Linked DNA regions of Zea mays: region 1 is linked to region 2. A link is a contact called in public Hi-C data. All regions are on one chromosome and are shown on one strand. The core of a region is the stretch at or near the end of the contact, and the rest is flanking DNA. Distances in the headings are between cores, read along the strand shown. Region 1 holds the start of LOC103650881 (phospholipase A1 EG1, chloroplastic/mitochondrial). Region 2 has its middle 15 kb from the start of LOC100284495.

Region 1 (2,858 bases), core at 53-2,552, 150 kb after region 2:
CTGGCTTGTCGCCGCCGCCGCCGCTCTTGAGCAATGCGACGTACGTGCCCAGGTCGTGGACGCTGGCCAGGTCGCCCATCCTGAAGAAGTCCAGGGGCAGCTCCACGCCGACGTGGGTGTAGCAGGAGTCGCGCCACGGGCGGAGCGCCTGCACCCGCGCGGTGGCCTCGTTGAGGAAGATGCCCGGGAGCTTGGTGATGGGGTCGTGGACGTTGGCCACGCGCAGCGCCTTGACGCCCAGCTCGTCGCACCGGGCCTTGAAGGCGGCGTTCCCGACGCGGGGCCCGCCGAAGGAGAAGACGGTGACGGGCGCGCCGCGGTTGAGGCCCAGCTCCACGAGGTCGTACGCGAAGAGCAGCGCCAGCGCGCTCCCCATGCTGTGCCCCGCCAGGGTGACGCTGACGTCCTCGCCGGGCCGTGCCTTGGCGCACGAGCCGACGAGGCGCGACACCTCGCGCAGGAGCTGCTCCCGGCAGCTCCCCGCGCCGCCGAAGCGGCACGTCTTGTCGACGGAGGTGTAGAGGCTGAGGAATCCCGACTCCACCTTGACGTCCGGGCGCGGGTCGCAGGGGTCCAGGCGCGCCGGCTCCAGCGAGCTCATCAGATTGGCCATCCACTCGGCGGGCGTCACCGTGCCGCGGAACGAGACCAGGACGTCGCGCCTGCCCAGCCGCCCCGTCATCTCGTCCGTGGACACGGCCACGTAGCCGATCCAGCGGCCGCGCCCGCTGGTGGACGGCTCCATGGTGGGCACCGTCACGTCCGCCGCCGCGTAGATGTAGCGCGTGATCTCGTAGCCGGCGCCGGCCATGCCCACCTCCTCCAGCATCCGCTCGCGGCCGTACTTGCAGTTGAGGTGCCGGCGCGACGCCGGGTCCAGGTCGAAGGCCTTGTAGCACGCGTCCACCAGCTCGCCGTAGCGCGCCACCTCGGCGCGCAGCAGCGGGTGCACCGCCGCCGGCTCGAGCAGCCCCTGCCAGTCGTCGCACCCCTGCAGCTGCCGCCACATGCCCGCCACGGTCGCCGTGGACGTGCTCCTCCGCGCCGCGTGCCGTGGCGGCGCTGCCTCCACCGGTGCGCGCGCCGCGGCGACGGCAGCCACGCTGTTGGCCGCGCCGCGGCACTGGACTCGCCGCCGCGCGCGCGGGCCCGTCGCGGCCCCGCATTGCTGGTGGATGGACGCCATTGCCGATGCTGCCTTTGTGGTGGCTGGCAAGGCCATGAGCTAGCAACCTAGGCGCGCTGGTGTCGTTGGCGGTGGGAACACGAAGACCATAGACGGCGACGAGAGGTGGAAGGATGAGGAGGGAGAGCGTTGCATGGAGCTAGGCGCGCGGGAGGGAGGCGGGTTTTATAAAGATGAGAGCGCGTGGAATTCACTTGCGGAGGCTTGCACGCATGTCCCAATCGGCCAATCCCTCCATATCCACCCCGTCGTCCCGTCCACAGTGCTAGTGTGCTACAGGGGAAGGAGAGACTTGCAGCGGCCGCGGCCGCGGCCACGGCCACACCCAGACGCGCGCGCGCTTTTGTCAATAACTTGGTGGGGGCACCGGCACCGGCACCGGCAACACGCACGGCGACCTGCCTCCTGTCCTGGCATAATTGCGATTGGATGGATATGCAAAAAGGAAGGGGCTAATTGCGATTAGGAGGAGTAATCTAGTGGGATTTGGATTCCTGGAAAGTGTGTTGCAGGGTAAAGAAAAGTGGTAGTTTGGCAAGTGATTGACCATGAGACGAATGAGGTGAATTGCAGGGGCTAAACTCTGGCATCCTTTTTGGAGGGGTTTGGTTGGGGGTTGGTCGTGAGCTGAGATTGGAGATCCTCCTCCGCGGCCGGGGATGCATGGTCGATCATCAATCATCACAGGTCTGGACTAGACTAGGGGGCCACACCCACACCACAGACCCGGAGGTGATGGAATCTCAGGATTGCTGGATCCTGTCGTGCTGAACCCCAAGCAGAGGCAGAGCAGGATTGGAGAAATGTACTAGGATAGGCCTGCTGTGTGTCAGCTGCTGCACTCGATTGGTTATTTGAGTGTTCCCTTCCTACGAGGAGGACGGCCTTCTTTAACATGACAGAACAGTCCCCAGCGTCAGAAGGCAACTTTTTTGAATCACCAAGGACGAAGGGAGTCCTAGGAGCAGGTGATGCTTCGTTTGGTTTGGTGACGGTCACTCAGGGACGTTCAGAATCTATAGCCGTCAGACAGCCTGGTTTGCAGTGACAACAAACCAGCCTGGACGTGGGCAGACAATCGGGAGTGCGTTTCAGGAATAAGAAGAAGAAAAAAAAATTAACAGCGACACGTCCGTTTCAGAAAGAGCGTGACTGTAACAGAGACGGGCTAGCTGCCTCAACGCTTTCAGCTGAAAACGACCGCAACCGCCACTCGCCATCGGGAATGTAATGCACTCCAGCCTCCCACCCTTTTGCTCAGATGAAAAAAAATAAAATAAAATAAAACTTCTGCAGCCTACTTCGAATTCCTGAGATTGTCTTCACCTCATCAATCTTAAAAAACAATGCTAAACACCGAGTCACTTCTGTGCAGACTATTGTGCTGCTTCAAGATCGATGTTCTGTTGCTTTAAGATTGCATTTTTTCTGTGTGTGTGTGTGTTTTGATCTGTAGCGCTGCCTGCCTGCCCTGCTCGATCTGTCCTGTTTTGTGGTACCTTGAATTGAAGGGTAGGTACCATCGACGCCACTAGTGTCGTAGTAGTACAACCACACAGCGTCAGCGCTCCAACAAGTTAGGGGCAGGGTAATTATGCCGAAAAGTTTAGTGCCAATCTGAAAGCTGACCAATCGGCCATTAACGTTGCTGCTGGTTGGAAAGCAGGTCGAT
Region 2 (2,700 bases), core at 59-2,558:
CCATGGTCAGCTTTAGTCCATATGATGCATGCATGCTAGTGAATTTCCTAGAATGACCATTCGGACTATCCTCGACGTCAAAGCATGTATGCTGACATATCAACTCTCATGTTGTCATTCGAACTACACACCTACGTCAGAGTTCGACTCTTTCGTACCTTTCCTGGATAGTCATCGGTATGATCCCAAGAGTTATGATTTCTGAGGGGTCGGGCACAGCTCCCGACCTAGGTCGGGCGAAGTAGTCTTTTTAGGGCATAGTTTTGTACCCTGACACCTCAGACAATTAGAGGTCGGATGAGACGGATACCCATGGTCAACCTGTCCTACCCTTGGCTCTCAGGGGTCGATCAAGATAGAAACACGAGTGAGACCGTTTTGCGGGGGTCGGAAGTCATAAGACATATTATTTAGGGTTTATGTTATGAACAGGTTATGCACCCAGACCTGTGTGGTCTCTAACTTCTAGCAATACTATGTTGACTAATGTGCAAATTCGAGCATGGGTCCTATTCTTTACTCGATGTGTACAAATAAGGCTCTGTTTGAAGCTTAGTATTTTTTGCAGTTTTGAGATTATACTATGGTATTCAATGATACCGTGGTATTGATGGCCAAAATGTGTTTGGTTGGTACATGTAAAACACTGTTTCAAATATGATGGTTTACCCAAAACTGTGGTATTCTTTTGGAGTTTTGGAAACTCCACTAATGACCTTGGTTTTCTTTTGTTCTTTCCATGAATACTTTGTTTTTTCTAATGGAACCAAACACATCTTGGTTTTCAGCAATACTGTGGTTTTACTGTAGTAAGACAATACTGTAGTATTTGTGTCATGTACCATTATAAATTATGGTATTTGTAAACTATAGTATTTTAAAACCGTATTACCAAACATGTCCTAAATGGTATTTTCTCTTTTATTTTTTTTTATTTATCGTGGTTTAGTTAAAAATAAACTAGCGGTCGATAAATATTCGATAACTTTGTTTCAGTCTACTGTTGCGGGTTGGTTAAAAATGAACTTGAAACAGTCAGGGAAAACCACGTACGTAGGCCGTTGGAGCAGCCAAACCGGCGGCTGGCGCGTTCCGGTTTCCAACGGCCTTGATCGCGATGCTGGCAACTGTAAAAAGGTGTTTTTTAGCGTCCCCAAATGGGGGTGATTGCCTGATTGGCACGAAGACCAGCTGCAGTGCAACTGCAGGTGTTCGATGTGATGCGCTGCGGACTTGCAACCTGCCGGGCCGGGCAAGTTGGCAAGTTGCCGGATGCGCACGCTTGTAGCTGGAAGGGGGCGCGCGGGCAGAGCTCGTGCACGTGATGCCGGCGCGCGCGGCACGGAGGGTCGGAGGCGCTCCGGATTCCTGACCGGAGGCCAAGACCAAGTGGCGGCGCTCGCCGCGTGTGCATCTGCTGCACCTGGCAGCTCACGGGCCAGCAGGGCTGGGTATTTGAGTTAACCTAAAAAGTTCTGATAGGGTACTTCCAGCAGCTAGAAATTTCAGTATTAAAAGTTGCTACCTGATTTTATCAGGTATATTCTGCTGACACCTAGGCCATGAGCTGCACGAGCAAGTCAAGAGTCAAGGTGCGCCCGCGCCGAGTTCGGAACATACAACAAGTCGCTCGAAGCGTAGCCTTTGCTCAAAGTCGTCTGGCTCCTCCGATGGAAAAGCAAGGAATATAAAAATTGCTTTTTTGGGGGGAGAGAGTCAACTAGCTCTATCAAAGTCGTCTAGCTCTTCCGTACGTTGGAAAAGCAAGGAGTATAAAATTGTTTTTTTTGGGGGGGGGGGGGGGGGGGGGGGGTGGGGGGGGGGAGTCAACTAGCAGCTCGATCTCAGATGGATGGTGTCTGGTTAGGGTTTGTATATATATACGCAGCGTGGTCGTGGTCGGCTCCGGGAGCTGACAATCGATTGTCATGCCTTCTTGTTGAGACTTCTGTACGATTCTGTATTTCCAAAAATCTGTTGATGTATGTTGCTTTCGGCCAGTAGTTAAAAGGCGTTTTATGGTTTATTCAGAGATCCTTACCATTTATTCAGAGAGAGAGAGAGAGAGAGAGAGAGAGAGAGAGAGAGAGAGAGAGAGGCAGAGAGCGGACCCGGACTGCGTAGATAGAGAGGGAGAGGAAGGCCTACAATACAATACAATCTATCGGAATCTGGAAACGAAAGGGAATTGGACCCTTTCTCTTGTAGACCCTCGCGCGTATTTGGGTCTGGGCTGGGCCGTATGTGTGTGGTGGCGACACTCCAGGCGCAAGTCACAAATTAAGCGGCTGCGTAAATTTCGTGAGCATGAACCTTTTGTTGACGATAGAGAAGTTTCGTCAGCTTTGGAACCAAGAAGTTGCAGAAAACGGTAAACGATAACGTGCCTAGTTTGCTTTCAGTTACTTTGAGTGAAGGAAGACATGTGATGTCAGCAAGAAAGTGAGCTAAGACACAGGGACGACGTACGTACGTGCGTGCGTTCGTGCCGTATAGTCAAACAGATTATTACAGATCATCTTGGCCAACGATCTCGAACTTTTATTAGACTTTACAGCTACTACTATTATATTACTCGTCGACCGTACACAATCGTATTTTATGGTATTAGTTGGGAAGGACGAGGTTGTATCCGCAATGCAATCAATCGTTAAGCAAAGTAAATTTAAAGGTGGTAATGGATTACGATTCAAATGCTTC

Evidence for each region. Hi-C and Micro-C count contacts between places; a contact is called where the count stands out from the background.
Region 1: a contact with region 2 is called in a Hi-C map of ear, with 2.4 times the contacts expected there. The contact joins the promoter of LOC103650881 here to the enhancer-like site in region 2. A contact is called at or near these places in 11 of 25 Hi-C or Micro-C datasets (bundle sheath, ear, endosperm and 4 more) and 1 of 3 datasets of contacts at active chromatin or transcription factors (leaf).

Annotation. Positions count from the first base shown.
Region 1 is chr3:171,286,853-171,289,710 of Zm-B73-REFERENCE-NAM-5.0, forward strand. It overlaps LOC103650881 (phospholipase A1 EG1, chloroplastic/mitochondrial), which reads right to left and starts at 1,303. Exons shown (of 1, transcript XM_008676472.3): 1 at 1-1,303. The coding sequence starts at 1,222.
Region 2 is chr3:171,135,218-171,137,917 of Zm-B73-REFERENCE-NAM-5.0, forward strand. No RefSeq gene overlaps it. Among protein-coding and RNA genes, the nearest start is that of LOC100284495, 15 kb to the left of the region's middle. Within about 2 kb of position 1,309, at least 20 of the 20 cell types and tissues checked have an H3K27ac peak or open chromatin away from gene starts, as enhancers often do. A contact at or near this core is called in bundle sheath, ear, endosperm and 3 more, where this site is marked.